Regions from separate parts of the Pan troglodytes genome. Here region 1 is linked to region 2. The links are chromatin contacts, called in public Hi-C maps. All regions are on one chromosome and are shown on one strand. Each heading gives the region's core, a stretch centred on a gene start, on an enhancer-like site or on the middle of the called end of the contact. The rest is flanking DNA. Distances are from core to core; before and after follow the strand shown. Region 1 holds the start of GSX2 (GS homeobox 2). Region 2 holds the start of PDGFRA (platelet derived growth factor receptor alpha).

Region 1 (6,711 bases), core at 1,720-4,219, 130 kb after region 2:
AAAGGTCTAAAGGCATCTCTGGGCTGCTTTGAAAAAGTGAGATTATAAATCTTTGAACAGAATACTTCCTGTCCCTGACTTTTTGTTTTCTTAACATTGAGGGAAACCCGCTAATCCTGCTTGTAGCATCGTTTTTAAGTTTCCACTGTTTGCTTCTGACCTGTTTGATGGATTGTTGCTCTTCCTAAAACTATTCTGACTCTACAAATTCCTTCACATATTTCAAGTTTTCGTACTGAGAGAAATAATGAAGTAGAAAGAAGAAAACAAAAACTAGATGGGGGATTTTTATCCTTCCTTGCTAAATAAAGGTTTACCTGTCGTTAATGGTCAGTGTCATTCCAAATGGAGTGATTTGTCCTATCAACTGTGAGGAGGTTGCCTATTTTAAGGATGGAGAGGCCCTGCCTGGTAGATGCCATCATGACTAAAGGTGTCTCCTTGGCGAAAGTTCTGTTACATAGAAAACCTATTGAGCCACAAACTCCCTCAGTCAAGAGACCCACATTACCAAGTTCTTACTCAACATTTTCCTCGAATTCCTCAGACAGCTTTTTCCTGCATATGCCTTTCTCTAGACATTGGAGGAGGGGGCAGGAGAAGATAGGGAGAGCAAACACCACAGATTTAAAATTCTGGTTTTTGTTTCATTTATTTAAATAAATATAAATATAAACTTTATATAAACCTATTCACATACAAAGGGACTTCCAGCGACTTAGATTTTAAATTCTCCCCAGGCGAAATTTCAGAAAGCAAGACCTACAGGGTCTAATTTTCTAAATTATTTTCAACTTGGGTGTTTTTGTTTGAAAACGACAACAGAAAATAATCAATAAACCCTGTGTTCTTATCGAGTTCTGAAAGAGAGTAGGGATGGGGAAATGACATGTGCTTTCAAAAACCCCATACAGTGTTAAACTTAAACCAACCCTGTTTTTCCTCTGTTATACGACGAGAATGAGTTGAATTATAGGTTATTTACATTTTAAAAAAAAATCTATAACTTCAAGTTGGAGCCCTAGATAAACAGGTCAAGAAGGAGACGCGAAGGGTCAGGTCCCGGCTTGTCCATTCCAGAACTTCCAGGTTCGTTTCTTCTCCAGATGGGACCACTGCAATGAGCAAGGATTTTGGCCCCTGGGTGCCCCACGCCTTGGCGTTGCCTGGTCTGCCAGGAGCGGGGGATGTGAGGGAGGAGGCCATCCCTCATAAGGGGGAAATCTCCTTGTCATCGTTGGCCGAGGCCGGCGACAGGGAGTCCTCATCCTCGGAGCGCGCATAGTGCACCTGGCTCCCGACGCACTTGCAGCCCGCGTGACTGTTCCTCTGCGTGCCCTTCCCCTCCTTCTTGTGCTTCACTCGGCGGTTCTGAAACCAGATTTTCACCTGCTTCTCCGACAGGTTCAGGTAAGTGGCGATTTCAATCCTCCGGAGTCGAGACAGGTACATGTTGGAAGAGAATTCTCTCTCCAGCTCCAGGAGTTGCGTGCTAGTGAACGCCGTCCTCATCCTCTTGCCATTGGGTACCTGGCTGGCGTCAGAGCCTCCTGCGGACCGGCAAAGAGAGGGTAGAGAGGTAAGGCTCGGGCAAGGTGCTCCCACCCCACGTGCTAACCAGGACGCATTTCAGGGACCCACCCAGGGAAGCCCAGCCGACCATCTGTATCCCTTTCCCATTTCAAGGCACGTGGTTGCTTAGCGGGGAAGAAAAGAGACGTGCAAAGCAAATAAAGGTCTTCGATGCGCAGGATGCGAAGTCACAGGATTAAAGAGGGATGGGGGCTTGCACTATCTGATCGTCTCCCTTTGAGCCAAGCGGAGAAGCGCGCAGGCTTAGCCAAAAACGTCAAAACGCTTTAGCCAGCCCCGACGCGGGGATGCCACACAGGTTCAAACACACCCTCCCCAAACCCCAAGCAGTTAACCTCTGGTTTCTCCGCCGTGACGTTCGAGGTCCCTAAGGCCCCAGTATTAATAAGGCAATACTCGAGCACCAACTACTAGGAGTAAAACGCACCAGGCTGAGTGGAGAAGCTGGCAAACTAACTTCCACTTTCGTGGAACTTCTGTGGCTGACTCTACAGTTACACTAAAAGCCCGTCCTCCCTCTTCACCCTGTCCCCGGGCTCCCACTTCCTCCACTGGAGGTGGAAAGTTTGCTCCAGGAGCGCGAAAGGCGCGGAGCGCAGGTGCCCCAAGACCCCGCCCTACCCATGGTGAGGCAGTGGAATCTCCGCGGGTCCGCCACGTTGTAGGTGGTGGCGGTGCAGACAGGTGCGTGGTGTTGCGGGTGCCCCAAGGCCGCCGCGGCCGCCGCCGCCGCTGCTGCTGCTGCCGCCGCCGCGGCCGAGCCAGGCTGCTGGGGCTGATGGTGGTGATGGTGGTGCTGCGGCGGGTGGTGGTGATGATGCGCATGGTTCACCCGCGGGCAAAACTGCGCGTCCCCAGGAGCCGAAGAGAACTGGCTCTTAAGCAGAGGCAGTGCCCCTGCGGCCCCTGCCACCCCACTGCCTCCGGCCCCGGTAACCCCGGCCCCTGCGCCCCCGCTGCCGGCGCCCACAGACCCCCGAGAGGAGTGCAGGTGCGAAGTGACGCAGAGAGGGCACACGCAGAACGCGCCGCTCTTGCGGGACGGGCAGCCGGGGCCGGACACGGACATCACCAATGGGGACGGCATGCCAAGCGGGATGAAGAAATCCGGCCCGGGGTGCGGTTCAGGCAGCGAGGGCGCAGGCCGTGAGGTGTCCTTGATGATGAGCGAGTCGACATAGAAGGAGCGCGACATGTCGAGAGGGGTGGGTGGCTGGAAGCCCCGGCAGGTCGCGGCGACCGCTCTCCTCTAGTGTTCTAAGCTCTGCCCTGGGAGCCGCGCAGACACGGGCAGTCAAGCCCTTGGGGACGCAGAGGTGTTGGCGTCTGGGCTGGGAACAAAGGGGTCCCCGGAGAGGGCTGGTCCTCACGTCCCCCGCCCGGCGCCCCGGCTCGGGTATTTTATAGCCCCCCACCCTGGCACGTGATGCTGCGGAGTACAGCTCGGCTCAGGCTCCTCGGCAGCTCCCCACCCTCGGGATAGGCTGCCCGAGTCACAACAGAAGCCGCGAGGAGGGGCGGGCGCGCGGCGGGGAAGAACTCGGGGGAGGGGGATGGGGGAGACTTTGCAAAGTGTAGGTTTTGTTAATTTCCCGGGGAGGCCGGCCTCCTCCCCCTCTTTCTCCACGCTTTACTGAGAAATCACAGCGCTGCATCCTCCATCCCACCCCCTCTCGCTACCCTGGCCGCAGCCCAACTCTTCCCCACGCCCCACCGCAAAGCGTACCAGGTGGGGACTTGGAGGCTTATTTAATAGGAATGCTCAGTGTTTCCAGCTCCTCTGTGGTAGGGGTGGCTGCGGCGCGGTGAAGTGTGAGGCCTGCGGTTTGGAGCAGGATTGTGCGGGCGACGGACTGGCAGTCGTCCAGTCCCTGAGCGCAGCTCTGGCCACGGTTACACCTACCCCTGTCCACAGCTTTTGGACTTGGCAGAGGTCATTCAGGTGGTTAGTTCGGGACTGTCCGGCGCAGAACTGTGAGGCCTCCCAGCTAAGAAACCGTCAAGCTTTTCACGCTGATGTTCGACAAGGTCTGAAGTGTCTTTGTACTTGGGGCCCTCCTGGGGCCACTCAGACCAACGACCCTTCCTTGTTTCCCTTTCTGATCGGCACCTCCCACTTCCGCAGAGAGAGAGAGATGTTGAAGAGTCACCCTTTTCTTTCTCCAAGTAGTAACACCATGGCATTCCAGGGCAATCCTACAAACTCCATCCTGAAGATTTTGGAGGGAGGACCTCAAACAGCAAGCCCTCCTAAAGACGCAGCAGGGATTAGATAGACCTTCGCTCTGGGTCTGAGGATTTCCTGTCCCTCATTTTTACCAATCTTGGGCAGCTTAGCAAGGCTAACCAGGAAGCACTCTTTCCTCTGCATCTTAAGAACCTAAAAAGGATGAAGAGGATTCAGCCATCCAGGGAATCTTGCCTCTGATTGGCAGAAGTGGCTTTGTAAGGGAAATCTCTCTGGTCCATGGAAGTCTTGCACACCCCTTACTGCCCGAGAGAGGGTGGCTGCCAAACTATTGGGACTATTTATCTTCGGAGAAGGCAAGGCAGCAGAGGTGGCCATTTTCTCTCTTCGTTTCCCCCTGCAGAAAAGCGGGCTGGGGCCATGAGGTTGGGCAATAGTTAGAAGTCTGATCCTTTTTCCAGAACAGCTAACTTCAATCCAGAGTTCATGATGGTGCTAAGAAACTTAGAGACAGGACTCCCTCCACCCGAGAGAACAAGGTGCCCAAATCCAGGAGAGCACTAGCTAGAGGCACGGCTCTATCTTTCCATCCTCTGTCTTCCCCTCTCCATCTCTGTGACAGTCTCTCTTGCCTGCTAGAGAAGTGTAATTGGGTTGTAGGGATGCCCCGCTCTGGGGAGCCCAGGATTTATGGATGGCAATTAAAGTTTTATGAATTGCAGCTGAGGCTGGTTATTGAGCTATTTGAATGTGATTAGAATTCAATTAGAAAGTGGTTAGTGGACGGTGGGTCTCTGGAGTGTAAACAGACAGCTATTCCAGAAATGTGCTAATCCAACATCTTGTGACAACAATTAAGGAGTCTCAGGGCTTAACATGGGGCAGCTCAGCTGTAACTACTTTTGTACCACAAGGTCTGCAGACGCTCAGGCTCACCCCAGCCCGCCCTTGTTCATGACTGGAGGATCTAGGCAATCCCTGAAATCATTTCAGCCCCAAGAAGAAGGCTTGGAGCCACTGACGGAGAATGGCAATAAAAAACATACCCTGCTGAATGGCAGGATATTTTTTACAGTCCTAAACTGTCCAAATAGATGACTCGATTCCCCCCATTCACTTTGCAACTATACAAGCATATATAGATATAGATATAGATACTCTTTAAGAATAATAGCTTTCTCTCTTTTCCTCCTCTGGGTTAGGTCCCAGGTTATCCACAGTCTGTTTTGGGCTGATGGTTTGAGTCACAATGTTCCCAGCGGTTTGGGATGTGTTCAGAGGAAGAGGTCCTATGCTAAAGTCCTAGAAATCGCACCCATGTGCAGACCATTTTACTTTAGAGAATCTGAACTATGCAAGAGGCTTGTGCATCTTATTCAATTTGTGTCTGACTATGGAAACTTTCATTTTTCAGTGCCAAGGAATTTTGAGAAATGTGAGGGGCTCATGGGGTTTCCTAAAGCCTTCAAGGGGAGCAGTGGTTTCAGACCAGGCTGAGGCTGAAAGCAAGACCATGTCTGAAAAACTTGACCCTTAGGGTACTTGGTTAATTCCTTCAGCCCACCAAGAGCAAGTATACTGGAATCCCATTTCTTGCACAGTTTCTGTCCACTCTGCCTCACTTCTCTAGTTCTCTTTGGATCTCTCAGTGTCTGCCAGTCTCTCTCCCTCCTTCTCTTCTGAGTCCAGCCCCTATCTGGCCCTACCTGCCTATCCCCTCCTCAAAGGAAGCCTACCCTCCATGCCCCCGGGGCAGCACTGCCCCCCACCACCCCGGCCCCGCCCAGCCCTACCGTTCCCCAGAGTGCAGTGCCCTGAACCAGCAGGAGACCCCAAGTTCAGCTTTCTTTTCCTGAGAGGGAACAGGCAGACCATTGGCGTGTGCCCATGGTGTCTGAGCCACCACACAATTTTATTTCTCAGTGATTCTGTCCGATAAAATTTCATCATCCATTAAGTAATCCCCAAAATGAGAGCTCTTATGAGCCTATAATGAGTTCTAATTGCCACGACTCCGGGAGCCACGTGGAAGGATTTATTCGGTATTAAGCAGTCGGGTACAGAGTACAGGCTGTTACCTAAGCCATTACTTTCATAATTCAAGGAGAAAATTAGTTCTTTTAAAGGAAAGGGGAAATCTTTTTATTATCTCCCCCTTCCTCGGGACAATAGAGTATGGTTTTGTCTTCCTTGAGTGCAAGACAGTGTCACATATGTGATGGTAACAAAATTGTTCTTTGTACCTCCTCCTGGCCAAGGCACTCCACCCTTACCCTCAACTTACAAAAAAAAATCAAAGCTATTCTAGAAAGAACAGCAGAGGCATGGCCTTCTTGTCTCTCGATTCTCCAAGTTGAGCCTGGGTGAGCAGTTTCCTTTCAGCCCAACCTGAGATTTGGATTCTTAGTTCTAGCTTCCAAAAGGTCTCCAGTACTTCTTCCCAGCTCTGGAATGGCACCTGACCTGAACCCCACATTCCTGTCTCACTTCTCTTTCTTCCTGTTTGCTTTCAAGGGCAAAGTCAGGACAAGTAAAGGGCAGGGACTTAGCATTGCTTATTCAACAGGCCCCAGAGTTCTGACCCGTTCCTGTGCTTAGCTGTTTTTTTCAGGCTGTAACTCCCACTTTGCCCCTCCCTCTGTGTCCTCCAAACCTCCCCACCCCCTCCCCACCACCACTTTCATCCCCAGTCCTTTTTTCTCTTAGTTTCAGCATTTGCCCACATGGTTCTCCAGCTCCAAATGGAGGCTGCAGGCAGGGCGGGACAGCCGGGGAGTTGGCGGGGCCGCCTCGGATTTATTTGCTCCTCTTACATTGATTTCATATTAGTTTCCAAAGCGATGAATGATCTCAAAGCTGGGTTTTGTTAGCCGAACACAAACAGGAGACAGGACTTACTTGCCCCCAGCTCCCTTTAATGAGGTCATTAT
Region 2 (6,772 bases), core at 4,096-6,595:
CCATTCTCACAGCGGGTCGCAGTAGTTCTTGCGAGTGGCCAGCAGATGGCAGTGTTGGTCCAAGGACGTGCGTCCACGGGTTGCGACACAGACGCCGCTGCGAGGAATTCTGAGCTCCACTACCCCAAATGTTAATTTCCAGTCTCTTCCTTCCTTAGGTTGTACTTTTAGCTTTCGTGGTGACCTCAGTTGAAAGCCCGCGGGGTTTAAGCAGAAATAGGAAAACTGATGTTGAAAATGGCTAAATCTCCTCGGGACCCCACGAGAATTCGGGGACATCTCCCCATCATCCCCATCATCATCCCCATCATCCCCATCATCATCCCCATCACCGGGAGCTGGTGCGCCGGGGCAGCGGGGCTTCGGGAAGACGTCTTCGGAGCCGGGAAGACGACGCTGCTGGGCTAGGCCGCAGAGGCTCAGCCGGACTCGCTACTAGGGTTCTGTGGAACCCACGCTCTCGCCACCTCAGCATTTCCGCCCCCTCGGGGCAGGGGGACCGCCTGGACCTCGACGCCGTTCCCGGGCCGCGCTGTCCTATCTGTCCGCGCGCCACCGCCGCCCCCATAAACCAGCCTGGAGAGGGCCGCGACGGCCGCGCAGCTGATTGGAAACGACTGTTCCCGTTGCACAATAACGCAGGGTCGTAAAACAAACAGCAACAGGCCGCCCGCGGGGCAAGGGAGCTGGCGAGGGGCTGGAACGCAGAAGACGGCGCCTGCCCCCCAAGAACGCACGGGACCCGTCCTCCTCCACACTCCCCTGCTTCTCCCACATTGAATTACAAGGACGTCCCATTCTCAATCCAAACCCAGAGACCTCGGCCCCCGCTCGTCCACCCGGCGCCTCCCGGGCCCACACAGAGCCTGCGAGGCGTCCACTGGCTGCCCGGAGGAGGGGAAAGGTGACCCAGATTAGCCTCCGCTCCGGGCCCCCGGGGTTCCAGCGCTGCGCTCCACTGAGATAGCGGCGCCGACCGCCCGGGGCTGGGGAAAGCGGGATGCGTCCCCGGAGCCCACTAGAGGGCGCGACAGCCCCGCGAATCTTACCCGGCTCGCCAGCTAGCTCGCCCGCAGCCCAGGCTCCTGGTCCCCGACAGCGCAGCCGGGAGTGCTGCGCGCAGACTTCGCCCGGGAGGCTCTGCGCTCGGACGGTCCAGCCCCCGCCACTGTCCGGTTTCTGACCCCGGGACCCAGAGGAACACTGCGCGGTCCGCTCTCCCTCCCACCTCCACCAAGTCCTCGGCGGCTCGGTTGTCCCGGGGTTGGTGGCGATGCCCAGCCGCTCCGGGGACCTGCGCCCCTGAGCCCCTGCGCGCCGCGCTCTGAACCTCAGAGCTGCAGAGGCCGCTGCGCCCCAGGCACGACGCTCTGCGTTTGCATTGTTTTGAACTGAGACCCGAGAGGGGGCCGGGCGGGGTGTGGAGAGAGGGGGGAGAGCGGGAAGAGAGTCCGGGCGGATGGGGGGAAAGGGGCCGAGGGGTTTAGGGTTACAGGCGCTAGCCAGCGCCTCCTATGGGCACGAGAGCCGCACGGCCGTGGGTAGCGGCTCACCGGGAATGCTGGGGAGAGCTAGCATGCGCCCTCTCGGCATTTAAGAACGGTTCCTGGCCGGGCGCGGTGGCTTACGCCTGTAAATCCCAGCACTTTGGGAGGCCGAGGTGGGCGGATCACCTGAGGTCAGGAGTTCGAGACCAGCATGGCCAACATGGTGAAACCCCGTCTCTACTAAAAATACAAAAATTAGCCTGGCGTGGTGGCGGGCACCTGTAATCCCAGTTACTCGGGAGGCTGAGGCAGGAGAATCGCTTGAACCTGGGAGGCAGAGGTTGCAGTGAGCCGAGATCGCACCACTGCACTTCAGCCTGGGCGACAGAGCGAGACTCTTGTCACACACACACACAAAAGTGCCTTCTGGTGCCACCTTGCCCGACACGCGCCATAGCCGCCTCTGCCCCCTCAAGAGTCCGCGGCCACCCGCGCTTGTCGCTCCCCTTTCGCGGGGGCCGAGAAACTGCAGTAGGAGGCAGGGAAGGAGGCGCCCCAAGTCGGGTTTCCCATTATTCCCTCCTACAATCTACTTTTTCAGCCCATCCCAGGTTCGCTCATTGATCAGTTTAAAACAAAAGGAAATGCCGCCGAGCCACTTCAGCAAACGACAACCATCTGGCAGAACCCGAATTAGGGGGAAGTTGGGAGAAGCCATTTGCCCCCGATCCTGCATCTTGCGCCCCAGGCGAGACCGAAAGATTATCTGCCGCCCCAAGGCTGATGCTGCGGTTGGACCCGGCGAGTTAGACCCGGGGAATCCTGAGACCCACACCTTTCGGTCACCGATCCGGCTTTTAGCTCTTTTCCTAGAATTGTCACTTTTCCACCAGCAACGTATAACCTGGTCGCAGCTCCCCGGAGGTCAAAGGGAGTCCTTCCCTGTGGGGTCTGCAGGAAGGCGCTGGCCACCACGTCCCCAAAACGCGTCCCGCCGCTGCGCGCCGCCCACGGTCCGTCCCCAGGAGGCACAAAATGGGCCCGCCTCGGCGCCAGACGTGTTTGCAGCTGGAAAGCCCGGCCCAATGCCCCTCCCCCTGCATCCCTCCTCAGTCCGCGTCCCGAGAGGAAACTGGCCCAGGGGCGGAGAGCTGGGAGCCTGGGATCTCCTTCAAGTCCTTCTCGATCTAAGGATTTAAACAAGAGCCAGGGCACCGGGGGCTAACGACGGGTTCATTCTTGGCGTCCCCTCACTCTTGTGAACGAGGTCCAGCTGCACTTGGGTCAACCCAAAACTGCAAGCTCCGAAGCAGGGCCTGACCAGGGCATCAAAGCGAGGCTGGTCGGCCTTGCGCCTGTCGGGGAGTCGAGGCAGGGCCTCCTCATCGTGAGGGTTTTGGAAAGGAGGAGGCCGAGGAGAAAGGGAGAAGAGGGAGGGGGATGCAATTCAGCAGTGCCGGGGTCCAGGTTGACCAGATTAGGGGTCGGGGATGGGACAGCGCGGCGGCTGGGGAGGTGCGCACGCCCGGAGAGCCCCTTCCTCCCCTCCTGTGGCTCCGGGGATGTTTGTCCGGTGAGATGCACTGCGGAGGACTGTCGTGCGTTTGCCCTGGATGCTCCCTGCTCCAAAAATCTGTCTAGTTCTTGTCAGGAGCGACCGCGGCGAGGCGAGTCGGTCCAAAACATTGAGCAATTTGGCCTCGGAGCCAAAAAGCCATTTCCCACACCGCCCAGCCCGGGGCTTTTCGGACGCGGGGCGGTAGGGACCTGATAGGGGCCCCATCCATGCTTGCCTCCCACCCAGGGAGATGGAGTGAGTGGCAAGTTCTTCCAGGCACTCCTTGCGCACATCCTGAGGTCTTAGCACAATTCGGGGAGCGAAGTGCCGGACCGGCGCTCTGGCTGCGGGAGGGATGCACAACGCACAGCCTGCCGGGCCAGCAAGTCCTTCCCGACCAAGACGCGAGGCCAGGCCATCGGCAGCTCTCGCACACCTGGCCCGGCCCCGGCTCCTGGCTCCCTCTGGCAACCGTACTCGGGTTGGGCCACACTCGTCGCTCCGACCTGGCCGACACCCTCCCGGAATAGAACAGCTGATCCCACATATTCAATGCCAAATGGACGCCGCCCGCTCCCTGGGCGCAGCCGGGCGGAGTTAATTTCGTGTGTAAATCTGGTTTCCATGGGGGTAGACAGCAGAGGAAGGAGAAGTACGCACAGAAGGCTCTGAAGCGGGCAGGGAGAGGAATGGAAAAAAGGGCAACTAGAGAGGACCGAGCAGCGCTGGGCGAGCTCAGACGGCAAGTGCCACGCACCCCCGCGCGGAGAAGGGCGCCGGGTAGGGGGTGTCCAGGGCTCGGGTGCCCGGAGGGAGAATATGGCTTACCTCCCACCTTTCTGTCTTACCTGCAAACAAGTTTCCCCAGTTCCAAGTCGTCCCTAACTTCCTCACAAGAAGTTCGGCACCTTCCTGGAGACCTTTCCTCTCTTCCTGCCTGCGGCCAGAACTGAGCGAAAGTAGAGCCCCCGGGCAATGCAGAAATGATTCTACCGAGGAGGAGGCGCGGGAAGACGGGCGGGGGCGGGGGCCACGGCGCACAATGAGGGCCCCTTGGTGTGCGGTTCGAAATTCCTCAAATCCCAGTTGCTGGAATGCGAGGCGACGACGACTTCTTCACTCAGGGCCAAATGTGTTTGTCATTATTCCAGACCGCCCGCCCGCGCCGCCGCTGTCGCCCCCGCGCTAGGGCGTGCAACCCGAGCACACTGCCCGGCAGGCACCCGCTCTCCCTGGCACCTCACTGACCCAACAAACCGCTCCAGAGCGCCCCAAACCCTTGCCCACGCCCGCGCGCCTCTGCTTGTCCCGCAGCCGCCTCACCGCCGCGCCAAATCTGGCCCCGACTCTCACCCAGAGCAGCGCCGTCCAGTAATCACGCGCATTCGGCCGGCTCCCTGTGCTGTAGGCCAACACCGAGGTCCGGTCTCCAGCCGAGCCCTGCCCGCCTCCTGCGCCCCCCTCCACGCTCCCCTCTCCCCACCTCCCCTGGTCCCCCAGCCGCGCTCCACACCATGGGCTGCAGCGCTGTCCCGCCAAACCGCAGGCGAGGAATGAAAACACTCATTTAAAACCTGTCGCCTTCCAGGACCCACTGCCAAGAAGAGGGCAAACACCTCTGCCTCCACCCCCAGTTCCTTGGTGTTCGGCCCAGTATTCACGAACACCACCCCCACTCCCAAAAGAAACCTCAAAAATGTAAGCCTAAACAATTTCTTTGGGAGGCCATAGGGTTGTTAGAAAAACATTGTTTTTAAAAATAGGTCTGGAAAATGTGTGTTTAAAAAAAATACCTAGACTTTATAACTCTATGGTTATCTCCCACCCGTCCCCAAGTGAAGTTTATTCCGAAAAAAAAAAAAATTACTCTCTGGACACACAACTGGAATCCAGCTCCTTTTTTTTTTCTTGTCGCCCAAAGTTTGAAGTTACTTCGCTTTCTCCAGTCCCAGAGTCTGATCAGGGATTTCCCTTATAAACAAAAAATCATTTTTTCTTTTCCCTTACCTTCTCCTCCGATGTTATTCCGCAATGAATGTCCCACACATGGAGTAAAGAGCGTGCCCACGGCCTCCAATGATCTCTTGCAGTCTCCTCCTCTGTTTCTCTCCCTGTAGCTCCAACAGTAATGGGCTCAAAAACCGCGTTTTGTAATTGATTCAATGTTATAGTCCATCCTTCTAAAACTAATCATTTGCTCTAAGTAAATAGCTGTCAGGAAATAAGCCCCCCCCTCAACCTTGGTCTCTTCAAAATAAAAGTTTCTCTCAAACTCCCTGCGCTCCGAATCTCCCAGTGTCCAGATTGCGCCTTCGCTTTTTGCTCTTACGCAATCAGGGGGTCCAGTCCCAACCCCCAGACTTCGACAACAACTGGGGGGCGGGGAGAAGCAGACCAGATGGGATGGGGGGTGGTGGAAGGGGGAGGTGTTGGTGCTCTGCCGGGAAAGAGGTTTTGTGAAACTACAAACAGCCCATCATTTCCAGAATGAGTTTGCCTCCCCATTTTGGGGTTATTTTCTTAGACTGCTATAGTTTTGTATTCTCTTTGAAAAGAAGAAAAGGAACATACAAAATTGCATTTAATACCCAGAGAGAATATAAATCTAGAATCAAGAAATGTCCCTTCTACAAACTCGGCCCAACGAGAAATAGGGCCCTCGGGAGAAATCTCCAAGCGGTTGCGCCGTTTTGAACTAGGGGTCTTTTAGGGGAAGGGCTATATAGTTGCTAGTTATTTAATAGGATTAGGCAAACTGTTGAGTCCAATATGACAATGATGGGTTTTTGTTTTGTGTGGTGTGTGTGTGTGTGTGCGTGTGTGTGTGTGCAAGACTGGGTGGTCTGAAATACGGTACAAAGAAAAGAGGGTCTGTGTAGGTTTGGAACGTTCTCCGACAGAACGACCTTTACTCCCTTGAAGTCACTTATCTGGTCGTGCCTTTGTTTTCGGGGTTATCTGGGCGAGGTTGCCCTGGCTTCTATCTCGCATACAAAAAAAGCTCAAGCTTGGGCGTTTGAGGAATCGTACCACCGCCTCCGCGTCGTGGGGGAGGATGCCTTTTGATTCTCCCTCCGTTCCCTCCCGCCGCGTGGGTCGAACCCTACGAATGCCTTGGAATTGACAGCTGAGCCCCAAACCCTGCGCCCAAGGCGAGAGGCCAGTGTCGGGAGGAAACGATCCTGCCGGCGAGGGAAAGGGGGCGCTGATGCTCCAGGAACCAGACCTGGGCAGAGTGGGGCTTCCCAGCGACAGCGGGGGAGGGGAGCGCGTTCACCTTCATCGCTCTCTGATTTTTGAATTCTCCTGTTGGGGTTGGGGGTCGTCTTTCATCCTTCTCCCTCAACCCCACCCCAACACAGGTACTCTGAAAATGGCCAAAGTGGCCAGGTTGGGACTGGCATGTCCAACAGCCGTCTCCTCCTTCACCAGGAGGGTGGACACAGTGCAGTGGACAGGGGAGAGTCACAGAGAAGTACTCCAACGGGCGCGGTGCTGTCCCTAACCAGGACAGGATCTTGGGGTGTCAGCCTCGAAAACAGGGCGCCTGGGGCTGCGCTGGGGGTCCCATTGCCCCAGCTCTTCTACGCGACCCGCTCTCGTGCATCTTCAGCTTGGGTGACTGCACCGCTCGCTATTACTTCCACATGTTCCTTCAGGAAATCATTGAAGGCAAATATATGAACAGCCCCTTGTTCGGAATGCTAACAGGATACCGTAATGTTTG

Evidence for each region. A called contact is a pair of places that touch in the nucleus more often than the background predicts.
Region 1: a contact with region 2 is called in a Hi-C map of induced pluripotent stem cells, with 4 times the contacts expected there. The contact joins the promoter of GSX2 here to the promoter of PDGFRA in region 2. A contact is called at or near these places in 3 of 7 Hi-C or Micro-C datasets (induced pluripotent stem cells and stem cell-derived neural progenitor cells).

The regions. Positions count from the first base shown.
Region 1 is chr3:75,754,931-75,761,641 of NHGRI_mPanTro3-v2.0_pri, forward strand. It overlaps GSX2 (GS homeobox 2), which reads right to left and starts at 2,970. Exons shown (of 2, transcript XM_003310374.4): 1 at 2,215-2,970; 2 at 634-1,550. The coding sequence starts at 2,788. The coding sequence ends at 1,210.
Region 2 is chr3:75,622,217-75,628,988 of NHGRI_mPanTro3-v2.0_pri, forward strand. PDGFRA (platelet derived growth factor receptor alpha) reads right to left here and starts at 5,346. Exons shown (of 23, transcript XM_024356152.3): 1 at 5,053-5,346.